Linked DNA regions of Mus musculus: all the other regions are linked to region 1. A link is a contact called in public HiChIP or PLAC-seq and promoter capture Hi-C data. All regions are on one chromosome and are shown on one strand. The core of a region is the stretch at or near the end of the contact, and the rest is flanking DNA. Distances in the headings are between cores, read along the strand shown.

Region 1 (3,256 bases), core at 278-2,777:
GAGTTGTTGCCCCAACCACAGTGCTACATTTTTGTCAAGAGCTCAGACTGCTTGCCTCTCCTGGCAGTTCAACCACAGCCAGTACCCTAAATTCCAAAGATGTTCATGCCCAGGTTTCAGGGATGGAGAAAACCACAGATCTGCAAATGTTTACCGAGAGCTCCTTACAACCGGCTGCTGTTCTGCAGGGTGAAGATATAACTGTGTAAAAGGGGTGGGGCTTCAGGGTGGGGAACCCACCTCTGTTTCCTAGGAGGGTCATGGTGGAGGATGCTGCTCTGACCCACTACTTTCTTGAACTGATTCAACAGCACCAACACCGTCCAGCCTAACTTTCTGACTGGCACATCACTCTGAAGAGGAGTGAGAAGATAGGCCAGGAGCATAGTCACAGTCACCAAGTTCTTCACCTACCCCCTAAATGTTTTTGAAGAAGTGATCTTGGCTGGCATCAAATGAATGTCCACAGTGTCTGCTTTCTCCCTTCGCGGCTTCTCTTGCATCCTTTTGGTTCTGTCTCACACAGACCACCAAAATCTTGCCAGGGGCAAACTTTCCCCTATTAATTTTCTTGAAACAAAGCAAAGCAAATTGTTACTAATTACTCTGGCAGGCCGAATGGTGAGGTGTTTGCTCACCGAGGGTAACTTAAGTCAGGCAAGTGGCCAGGAGGCCGGCTTTAGAAGTATCGAGTTGGACTGGCCTGCAGAAGCACCCCTTTCGCTGTGCCCCAACTCCACCCCTTACACCCCTAGGAGTTACTGCATGGGTACCAGGGAAATGCCTGTCAACTATCCTCAGAGCGTCCTCAAGTCCTCTTCTCCCCTATTCAAGAAGGCCAGCATTAGGGAGTTCTAGGAAGGGAAAGGCCTGTTTCTCCACTCCCTGCCAACTCTATTGAAACAGCTCCCAACACCCCATCTTTAAATCTTCCATTAAAATTCGCTCTCTGAAGTGACTATCCTCATATTTACTTGTTTGTCTCATAGTTCCTTCTCCTCCACGATAAAAGTTATGCAAGGCTGAGACCTTGTCTCTCTTACTCAGTATCACCAGGTCTACCTTGAACACAATAGACTGCCACACCAGCTGAGACCTAGCGGAAGCCGCTTCCTTCCGCTAGCGCTAGAGAGGAGTGGGCCCGGAGGAGATGAAATGGAGCCGTGAACTTCCAGGACCCTCTTTAGAAAGAAAAGGCTTCTGAGGGATTTAAGGGGAAGGCAAAGGAGAGCGTTTTCTTCTCTGAAAGGAGTTAAGATTCAACACTGTGACCCTCCTGCCTAGTCCTAGTCCTCAATCCTAAAACTGCGTTCTTCCTTTATAATAGACAATGAATGCACTTGACTGGGGGCTTTGCCAGTTCCATGCCCCACAGAACCCAGAACCTAATCAAGACCTCTGCGAGTCTCCCAGTAGTTGCTGCTGTCTGCAAGGCCGGTGACAGACTTTCTCGGGTCGCCAGGCCCGAGCACCCCCCCTCCCCGACCGCTCTTCCCATTGGCCGAAGATACCCCTTCTGAGTTCTCATTGGCTGCTGCACTTTTCCTCCGCCCCTATCCCGGGCATTGAGCGGCAGCAGCGGGGAACGCCGCTCTAAGTCCCCACGCTGGAGCTGAGGCTCGGCTCAGCGCGGATAAGGGCGCGGAGCGCACTGAGAACCCTACTTTCTCGTGAGCCCGAGCCCAGCAAATGGGCGAATGACAAAGGAGAGCAAGGACATGGACTGCTATCTGCGTCGCCTCAAACAGGAGCTGGTAAGATCGGAGCAGGAGCCTGGGGACAGGGAGGACTGCTCCACCCAGACCTAGGTACCTGACTTGCCCCCCCCCCCCCCCCCCGCGCTCCGTGCACCGGGCGGAAGCGGAGAGGAGAGGGGAGGAGAGGAGAGGAGAGGAGAGAGGATGCCAACTGGTAGGTAGAGGCTAGGGACGTTGCTCAGAGGTAACAAACTTTGGCAAAGATTTCTGATGAGATATGGACAAGTAACAGGGAGTCAGAGCACCCAGATAAGTTGAATGTGACAGAACAACTGAAGAGAAAGGAGGACACACCCAGAGGGGACAGGCACACGGACGGAGTAAGGCTCAAGTGTCCAGAGTCGCAGGAATGACAGGCACAGGCATCGGGCGCCAGTGGTCGGGTGCCGGGCTCCTGAAGCGCGCAGACAGGTCCCTGCCCTGTGCAGGAGGTCAGGCTGGACTGCTCGCTCGCTCGTGGGGAGCTGGCACCGCCCGGGGCCCCCAGCTCTGCTGGGCTTGGCAGAGCTGGCGCGGCTGCGGGGGCAGGCTTGGCCGGCTGTCTGCCCGGGCTTGTCTGCCAGCAGGGAGGGGGGTGGCAGCTGTAATGACGGGGGAGGAGGGGTGCCGCCTGGCAGATCGCGGAGCGGGAGTTGTGGAGGCTCGGCCAGATGTCAGGTCTGGGCTTGGGGAGTGCGCTGGGAGTGTGCGGGGCCTCGGGGTGCTGAGGGTGAGTATGCTACCCTGGAGTGGGGGGATGAATCACTGAAGAGGGATAAGTGACTGTTAAGGCTGTGTTAGGGAAGCCAGGTGAATTCTGATTTCTTTCTCTTGCCTCTCTCTCCTCTTGTCTCTCTTCTCTCTCCTCTTTCCCCTCTCCCTCCTCCTTCCCCTCCTTCCCTCCCTTTCTCCCTCCCTTCTGGTTTTCCTTTACCACCAGGATTCAGACAGATAGGTAGGTAATGTGCGTCTTTTCTCAGCTCCGCCCGTCCCTTCTCCATCTAGACTGCCTTAGCTTCTACCTCCCACTCCACCTCTCAATGTCTCCTTCATTTTTATCTCCCATGGCAGTAGGCCCTCCTGGCTCACTTAGCTCCTTCTTTCTTCTATTCAGTCAGGTCACCCAGGCAGATCTGGATTCAGAGAGTGCCCAGCTCAGGCTTCTTAAGATCCCGAGAGATAACCTTTCCAGTCCTAGCTGCAGAGATTCCACTCTGCCTGCCTGGCAATGTGTAACAGGCAGGCTTTGGTGGTAGTAGGGTGGAGAGAGGAAGCAGAAGTAGAATAGCAGGTGCTTTCATTGATGCTCCTGACCAAGACGACCTGGCCCTAGTCTTGTCCGGTCTGGTCCAAGAGACTGCCTTTTCACGTTATAGTTCACTTCCTTAGTCCTTCCCTCTGAGCCCTTTCTGTGATGACATGCAGATATGAAAGTTACTAGCGCTCCAAAACACGTCTTTGCTGCTCTTCCGAACTGTACCAGGTCCTGTACCTTATCAGTTTACATATGCATGCCATGC
Region 2 (3,256 bases), core at 405-2,904, 230 kb after region 1:
ATCATTAAAAAAACACTGGGGTTCTACAAATCCTCTGAGTCCGAAGGCAATTTACTTAGAAAAATGCCATAAGTGGCTCATATGCTTTAACCAGTCAGTTTCTATAAGTGAATATGCCTATCCTTAGATATGGGGGCAGGGGAAGAGAGGTTAAGAAGGATTCCTGTCCCCAAGTGTCATTAAAGCAATAGCAAGGCAGCATTATACCGTAGCTCACCATTCAGCATTCTTGTATCTGTCGCTGTCAGAGCAAAAGGGAAGTGCTGACAAGAAAATTTGGTTGGAAGTCTGAACTGTGAGAACAGGAAGACCATGGTCCACCCAGAATGAGCAGGGGTAACACTTTTTCTATCACCTTTTGGTTCCTTTTGAAATTCATGTTGGCCATGTGAGGTGGTACATGCTTTTAATCCCAGCACTTGGGAGGCATAGGAAGTGATGCCTGTGGATTTGAGATCAGCTTGGTCTACATAGTGAATTCTAGGACAGGCCAGTCACTATGAATAGGGAGAACCGGTCTCAAAATAAAATAAAATAAGTCAATGGTATTCATTGGAGAACACCATAAAATATTAGCATATTTTGTATTTTATTATAGTATACATTTATATGTTCTATAAAATAGAAAGTATTGAAATGTATTCTTCCTGAGGAGTATGACTTTCCACTAGACCTTACATTTAGAGCTACTGATACCTCTGCTTTTGCAGGAGTGGTTCTATATAAAGAAGCAACTCAAAGAAATATTAGCACATAAAAAAATCCTAGGCCACCCTACTGTAACAGACTAGGTCATATGACAACACCACAGAGAAACAGCTACTTACAAATCTAGGTGACAAAACCCAACAAACATATTTACCTTTAAAAACAACAATCTAGTCAGGTGTGTTGGCACTCACTGGAGAGGCTGAGGCAGGAGAATTGCCATGAGGTCAAATCTAGCCTGGATTACACAGAATCTGTCCAAAAAATTCAAAGGGAGCCTGGCATGGTGTGTTTACATCTCTAATCCCACAAGTTGGCAGAGGCAGGCCGATCTCTTTAAATTTCAGGAGCGCCTGAGTTCCAGGCCAGTCAGGGGTACATAGTGAGACCCTGTCTAAACAGAACAGAACAGATCAAAACCAACCAAAATACGGGCAAGAGGGGTGGCTCAGCAGGTAAAGGTACATACCCCACAACTCTGGAAGGCTGAGTTTCCTAGATCCCATGCAAAGGTGGAAGGAAAGAAGTGACTTGAAAGTTGGTTTTGATATGTACACAACACCACACACACACACACACACACACACTTTTTAATCCCAGAAGAGAATAACAATAATCCAAGCATTTGTCAGAAGCAGAAAGTTGAGCCAAGAACAATGCTCTTTGCAGTTTGATCTGGCATGAGAGACTCACACTCCATACGGTGAGGCCTGTGCAACACAGCCGTTCCAATGTAACCCTTCCCCCACCCAAAGAACAACATCAGAAGCCAGCACTAAACAGATAATTAAAATGTCCTCTGATGGGCAATTATTTAGTCTGGATTAGAAGGGTCTTTACCTTTCCAGAAAGACTCCAGTCATACGATGCAGCTGTGAGACTGAGCGTTTGACTTTTCTGTTCCTAGTCTTGGTTTTCAGAAATGATGAAACAAAGTTTACTCCCACTGTCACTGTCACCCTCAGGCTGTGTCGCAAAGATATGTTTAAGCTCCAAGGCACAGACTTCCTCTTTGAGGCCAATGGTATTTTTTTTTCCCCTTTCCCTCATTTCCTTTTCTTTAGATTGGCTCTCTTCTCACAGAGCTAGGCTGGTCTCCACCTGCTGTGAATGATACTGCCTTTCTGATCCTCCTGAATACTAGGACCACAGCCTGAACCACCATGCCTGGTTTGTGTGGTGCTGGGATTAAACCCAGATCTCCATGAAAGGGAGGCAAGCACTCTACCAAGCGAGCCGTAGCCCCACCCCACCCTGTGGCACAGTTCTAAAGATCCTGTAAGCCATAAGAGTTGCTTGTATACATTTTCACACATGAATGCCAGAAGATCGAGGAAAGTTCATTTCTAGGGAAGAGTTTATTATTTAACGCCCTCCCCCCACCCCCGAAGTTTACTGACACCAGTATGACCTCATCACCAACAGCAAGGCCTTTATAAATTCCATCTGGCCTGATGAAGGAGATGAAGCTGAGATAGAAAAATGAAGAGTTACCTGTCAAAATTAAACAGTGGGAACTCAAGTGTATTCAGAGCATTGAAATACCTTTGGAGGGAACAGAAGATTAATATATATATATTTTATTTTTAAAAAAGATTTATCTATCAGTGACTGCATATCAAGTGACTTCTTTTGTGATTGGGTTACCTCACTAAGGATGATATCCTCCAGATACATCCATTTGTCCAAGAATTTCATAAATTCACTGTTTTTAATAGCTGCGTAGTACTCCATTGTGTAAATGTACCACATTTTCTGTATCCATTCCTCTGTTGAGGGACATCTGGGTTCTTTCTAGCTTCTGGCTATTATAAATAAGGCTGCTATGAACATAGTGGAACATTTGTCCTTATTACCAGTTGGAACATCATTGAGAAGAGAGGCCTCTTGGTCTTGCAAACTTTATATGCCCCAGTACAGGGGAATGCCAGGGCCAAGAAGTGGTAGTGGGTGGGTAGGGAAGCAGGGCAGGGGGAGGGTATAGGGAACTTTCGGTATAGCATTTGAAATGTAAATAAGGAAAATATCTAATAAAAAATGAAAAGAAATTTACCTATTCAAACTTGCAAGTATTAAACAATGTTATAGAAGAATTAAAAAAAAAAGATTTATTTATTTATTATATGTTAGTACACTGTAGCTGTCTTCAGACACTCCAGAAGAGGGTGTCAGATTTTGTTACAGATGGTTGTGAGCCACCATGTAGTTGCTGGGATTTGAACTCAGGACCTTCGGAAGAGCAGTCAGTGCTCTTAACCACCGAGTCTTCTCTCCAGCACCCAAGATTCATTTATTTATAAGCATTTACTAGGAAAATACTATCAGGCAGATGCCACAAACCACCTAAGGATTGGTGGACGGGATTAGGCAGTGTATTTGGGATCTTGCCAATGGCGTAGGAGTAAGCACTGGTAGGAGAAGCTATAAAGAGTAAACACAGATGAGCTGAGTCTGAGTGTGGGAGGTCTTTACATTTAAACCTGTATGCAGTCACTAGGTTTCATTGAGTGAAGATGAGACTGCACTCACGTAAACCAGATGGTAAGTA
Region 3 (3,256 bases), core at 356-2,855, 210 kb after region 1:
GAGTGAACAGAAAGCAGCGACAAGGCTTTAACCTCTCCAAGTCTAACCTCACTCAGTGCTGCATATCCTTCCACACATCCTTCTGCAAGGCTACATCTGCCCGCAATGCCCAAAACAGTGCCACCAACTGAGGGACCAGCCTGAGGGTGGTGGCATTTCTAATCCAAACCACCACATAGTCCTTGAGTAGCTCACATGCCCATATGCAGGTAAATAGATTGCCCAAAGGATACAGATGGAAAATGAAGACAGGGATGCCAGGCTTTTGCTGGCTCCTAGTTACTCTGTGAACCCAGATGAGGAGTCAGTGCTATTTAGTAAAAGCGATCTTTGAGTGCCTGATAAATTCTGTTACGAAATATAAGGCAAATAGTCAATATTTTTTGGGGTTGTGTGTGCACATGTTCCTGTGTGAGAAGGTGCACATTAGTGTGTGGTGGTGGTGGTGGTGGTGGGGGGGTGCGTGTGAATTTTGCATGTGAAGGCCAGAAGACAAATTCAGATATCCCTTTCCTACCAAGGTGGGTACTGCCCACCTTGTTTATTTTGAAACAGATTCTCTTTTGTTTTTGTTTTTCGAGACAGGGTTTCTCTGTGTAGCTCTGGCTGTCCTGGAACTCTCGTAGACCAGGCTGGCTGGCCTCGAACTCAGAAATCTGCCTGCCTCTGCCTCTGAAACAAATTCTCTTAACTGGCCTTGGGCTCAACACTTAGTCTAAGCTGGCAAGGCCCAGGTATCTGGCTATTTCCCCAGGGCTATGGTTGTGAGTGTAGGCCATAGCTGGGGGGGGGGGGGTTTGCTATGGGATTAGAGACTCTCCCTAACTCTGTCAATCCTTTTCCAACCACTGAGATTTTAAGTGCCCCTTGGCTCTGAAATTCTGTGAAGTGGCTACTACAGTTATTTTTATCTCAGTGTGAAGGTGCAGTTGATCATGGTGGATAAGGCATAATGGTGTGAGGGTGAGGCACCTGGTCATAGTGTCTCTGTGGTCTGGAAAACAAAAGTTGACCATTGACCAAGTATGACAGACATACTTTTACTCCCAATATTGGGGGGGTAGGATATGGCGGGGGGCAGAGAACTCTGTGAACCCAAGGCCAGCCCTGTCTATGTAGTGAATACTAGGCCAGCCAGGAATACACAGTGAGACCTTGGCAGGAGGAGATGGGAGAAGGAGGAAAAAACAAAACAAAACAAAACAAGATTGATCATCGCGTCGTACTTGAGGCTCAGTCACTTGACTGGAGCCCTGCAGCCCCACCCTTGCTTTTGCCTCTCTGAATCTGAAGCTACCCACAGAGTCTCACTCCCAGAGACAACGTATTGATTTGATGAGAACCTCAGGACAATGGTTCCAATTAAGCAAAGAGAAGCGGGAACCTGAAAGTGGAATTAGCTATTCCTGACGTTCGTCTAAAGCCTTGTCCTTGTCCTGAGCTCGGTCACCTAATTCCTCTTGTCATCATTTCAGCAGTGGTCCCTTCTTTCTCATTCTTCACTCCAGAAGAATCAAGAGCTCGGGGCTTCCCCTTACTGAGTCTCTGATTTAGTTTGAGAGCAGCTCCAGGAAGAGGCCCTGGGCTTGCTCCGGGGTGTCACAACCTCTGCTCAGTTGGCTGGACGGTGAGGGGGAAGTGCTGTAGAGTCTTGGTTTCCTGGTACTCTTCACACTGCACCTCTTGACTTTTAATTTCAAGCTCCATTATTGTGACATCGCTCAGTCTCCCCTTTGTGAGGAGGCTTGATTCAAAGTAATCACTTGACTCCAGTGGGAAGGACCATCACGGCCGGGCTTGCTGGTATCGTTAGACCCATGCCTATGAGGTTCTGAGAAGGACTTTGACTTTCTTTTTTGTTTTCTTTGTCCCTCTGACTACCACTGGTGGCTCGCTGGGACCTGGGTGGTTTCATTCTTGCCAAGAGAGAATAAAGAGCTATGCCAGCTCGGAAGAAGCCAAAACCTGGGGCCCAGAAGAAGCTGAAGCCTGGCGTGTGAAAAATACTCATTTAGCATAGAGTATTTAGCAAAGGCAAACCAAAAATTTCTGGCTACAACTGAGTAGCTCCACTCTGGTTTCAGGTTTAGAGATCAGTGTGCCAGGGGTCTTCCCATGAGGCTTGCCTCTGGCCAGCAAGTTTTCATCCTAAAAGGAAAACTGGGGAGTTTTCTCTAAAGAGAAAAGGTACAGAGACACACAGACAAATATAGGGGTGGGTTTCCTCTCTTTCATATGAAGACACTGAACAAATGTACATGCCAAATACATGGGTTTATTACTTTGCTTTTTAAAAATACAAGTCAAGTGGAAATAGAGACTAGCCTACCAAGAGTCAGCCAAAAGCTTTTTCTCCTCTTCCATTTTTATTACATTTGTGTGTGTGTGTGTGTGTGTGTGTGTGTGTGTGTGTGTGAGAGAGAGAGAGAGAGAGAGAGAGAGAGAGAGAATGAGAGAGAGGAGACAACACAATGGAAAGAGGTTTTCATTGCTACTCACTTAAACTGCTGTGTGCGCTCCTCATTTGTAACATGGGACTAATAACATCCATGCCATGTGGACGTGTGGCTATGTGGCAGGGCATGTGTGACAGCACACGTGGAGGTCAGAGGACAGTTTTGTGGAGGCGGTTCTCTCCATTTTCCATGTGGGTTCTCAGTAACCTATGTACTTTTCCTCCCCTGAATCTAAAGATCAATCATAGCCTTAAGAGAGAGCGCGGGGAACAGAATGGACAGCTCCAGAATGGACAGCTCCAGAATGGACAGCTAACACTGACTGTAGGATCTTCATACCCCTGTCTTCTTATTTGTTTTATTTTTTTGATTTTTCCAATTTGAGACAGAATCTCCTGTCATTCAGGTTGTCCTTGAACTTGATATATATATAGCAAGCATGACCCTGGATCTGTGACCCAAACAGACCAGGAGGAGATAATAAATGCTTACTACTGTCTATGTTACTCAGAAAATAATAATTGATTTCTTAAAAAAATGCAGTCCTTCCTTATCTCTGTTGATACTAGATACAAACCAGTCAGTGTTGTCCACATACTGTAATTCCAGCTCCTTGGCGATGGAAGCTGGAGGCTCCCAGGTTCGGGGCCATCCTTGATCTCGCATGAGATTGATTGCTGGGTCAGACATCTGAAAGCTTGACCCTACCAAAGTGACTCAGGTGTCGGGAGCCATTTGTTTGCTTCTGAGTGAAAACTCAGGCAGAGTCAAGGCAGGTCAGGGTTTCCTGGCAGATTTCC

The links. HiChIP or PLAC-seq counts read pairs in DNA pulled down with a chosen protein or histone mark. Capture Hi-C pulls out chosen DNA fragments and counts their contacts.
Region 2: a contact with region 1 is called in a promoter capture Hi-C map of liver. The contact joins the promoter of I830077J02Rik here to the promoter of Inka2 in region 1. A contact is called at or near these places in 12 of 39 promoter capture datasets (the C10 cell line, cranial neural crest, embryonic stem cells and 7 more), 1 of 484 Hi-C or Micro-C datasets (bone marrow-derived macrophages), 6 of 115 datasets of contacts at active chromatin or transcription factors (the HPC-7 cell line, bone marrow-derived macrophages, fetal liver and 2 more) and 2 of 9 other capture datasets (adipose tissue and liver).
Region 3: a contact with region 1 is called in an H3K27ac HiChIP or PLAC-seq map of microglia, with 6 times the contacts expected there. The contact joins the enhancer-like site here to the promoter of Inka2 in region 1. A contact is called at or near these places in 18 of 39 promoter capture datasets (the 3T3-L1 cell line, 3T3-L1-derived adipocytes, the C10 cell line and 12 more), 11 of 484 Hi-C or Micro-C datasets (CD8 T cells, the G1E-ER4 cell line, bone marrow-derived macrophages and 7 more), 17 of 115 datasets of contacts at active chromatin or transcription factors (the HPC-7 cell line, bone marrow-derived macrophages, craniofacial prominence and 13 more) and 3 of 9 other capture datasets (adipose tissue, liver and pancreatic islet).

What each region holds. Positions count from the first base shown.
Region 1 is chr3:105,703,072-105,706,327 of GRCm38.p6, forward strand. Inka2 (inka box actin regulator 2) reads left to right here and starts at 1,528. Exons shown (of 2, transcript NM_175398.4): 1 at 1,528-1,754. The coding sequence starts at 1,698.
Region 2 is chr3:105,931,010-105,934,265 of GRCm38.p6, forward strand. I830077J02Rik (RIKEN cDNA I830077J02 gene) reads right to left here and starts at 1,655. Exons shown (of 6, transcript NM_001033780.3): 1 at 1,549-1,655.
Region 3 is chr3:105,909,081-105,912,336 of GRCm38.p6, forward strand. All of the region lies in intron 1 of Tmigd3 (transmembrane and immunoglobulin domain containing 3), which reads left to right. Among named protein-coding and RNA genes, the nearest start is that of Adora3, 6.3 kb to the left of the region's middle. Within about 2 kb of position 1,606, at least 87 of the 459 cell types and tissues checked have an H3K27ac peak or open chromatin away from gene starts, as enhancers often do. A contact at or near this core is called in CD8 T cells, the HPC-7 cell line, bone marrow-derived macrophages and 3 more, where this site is marked.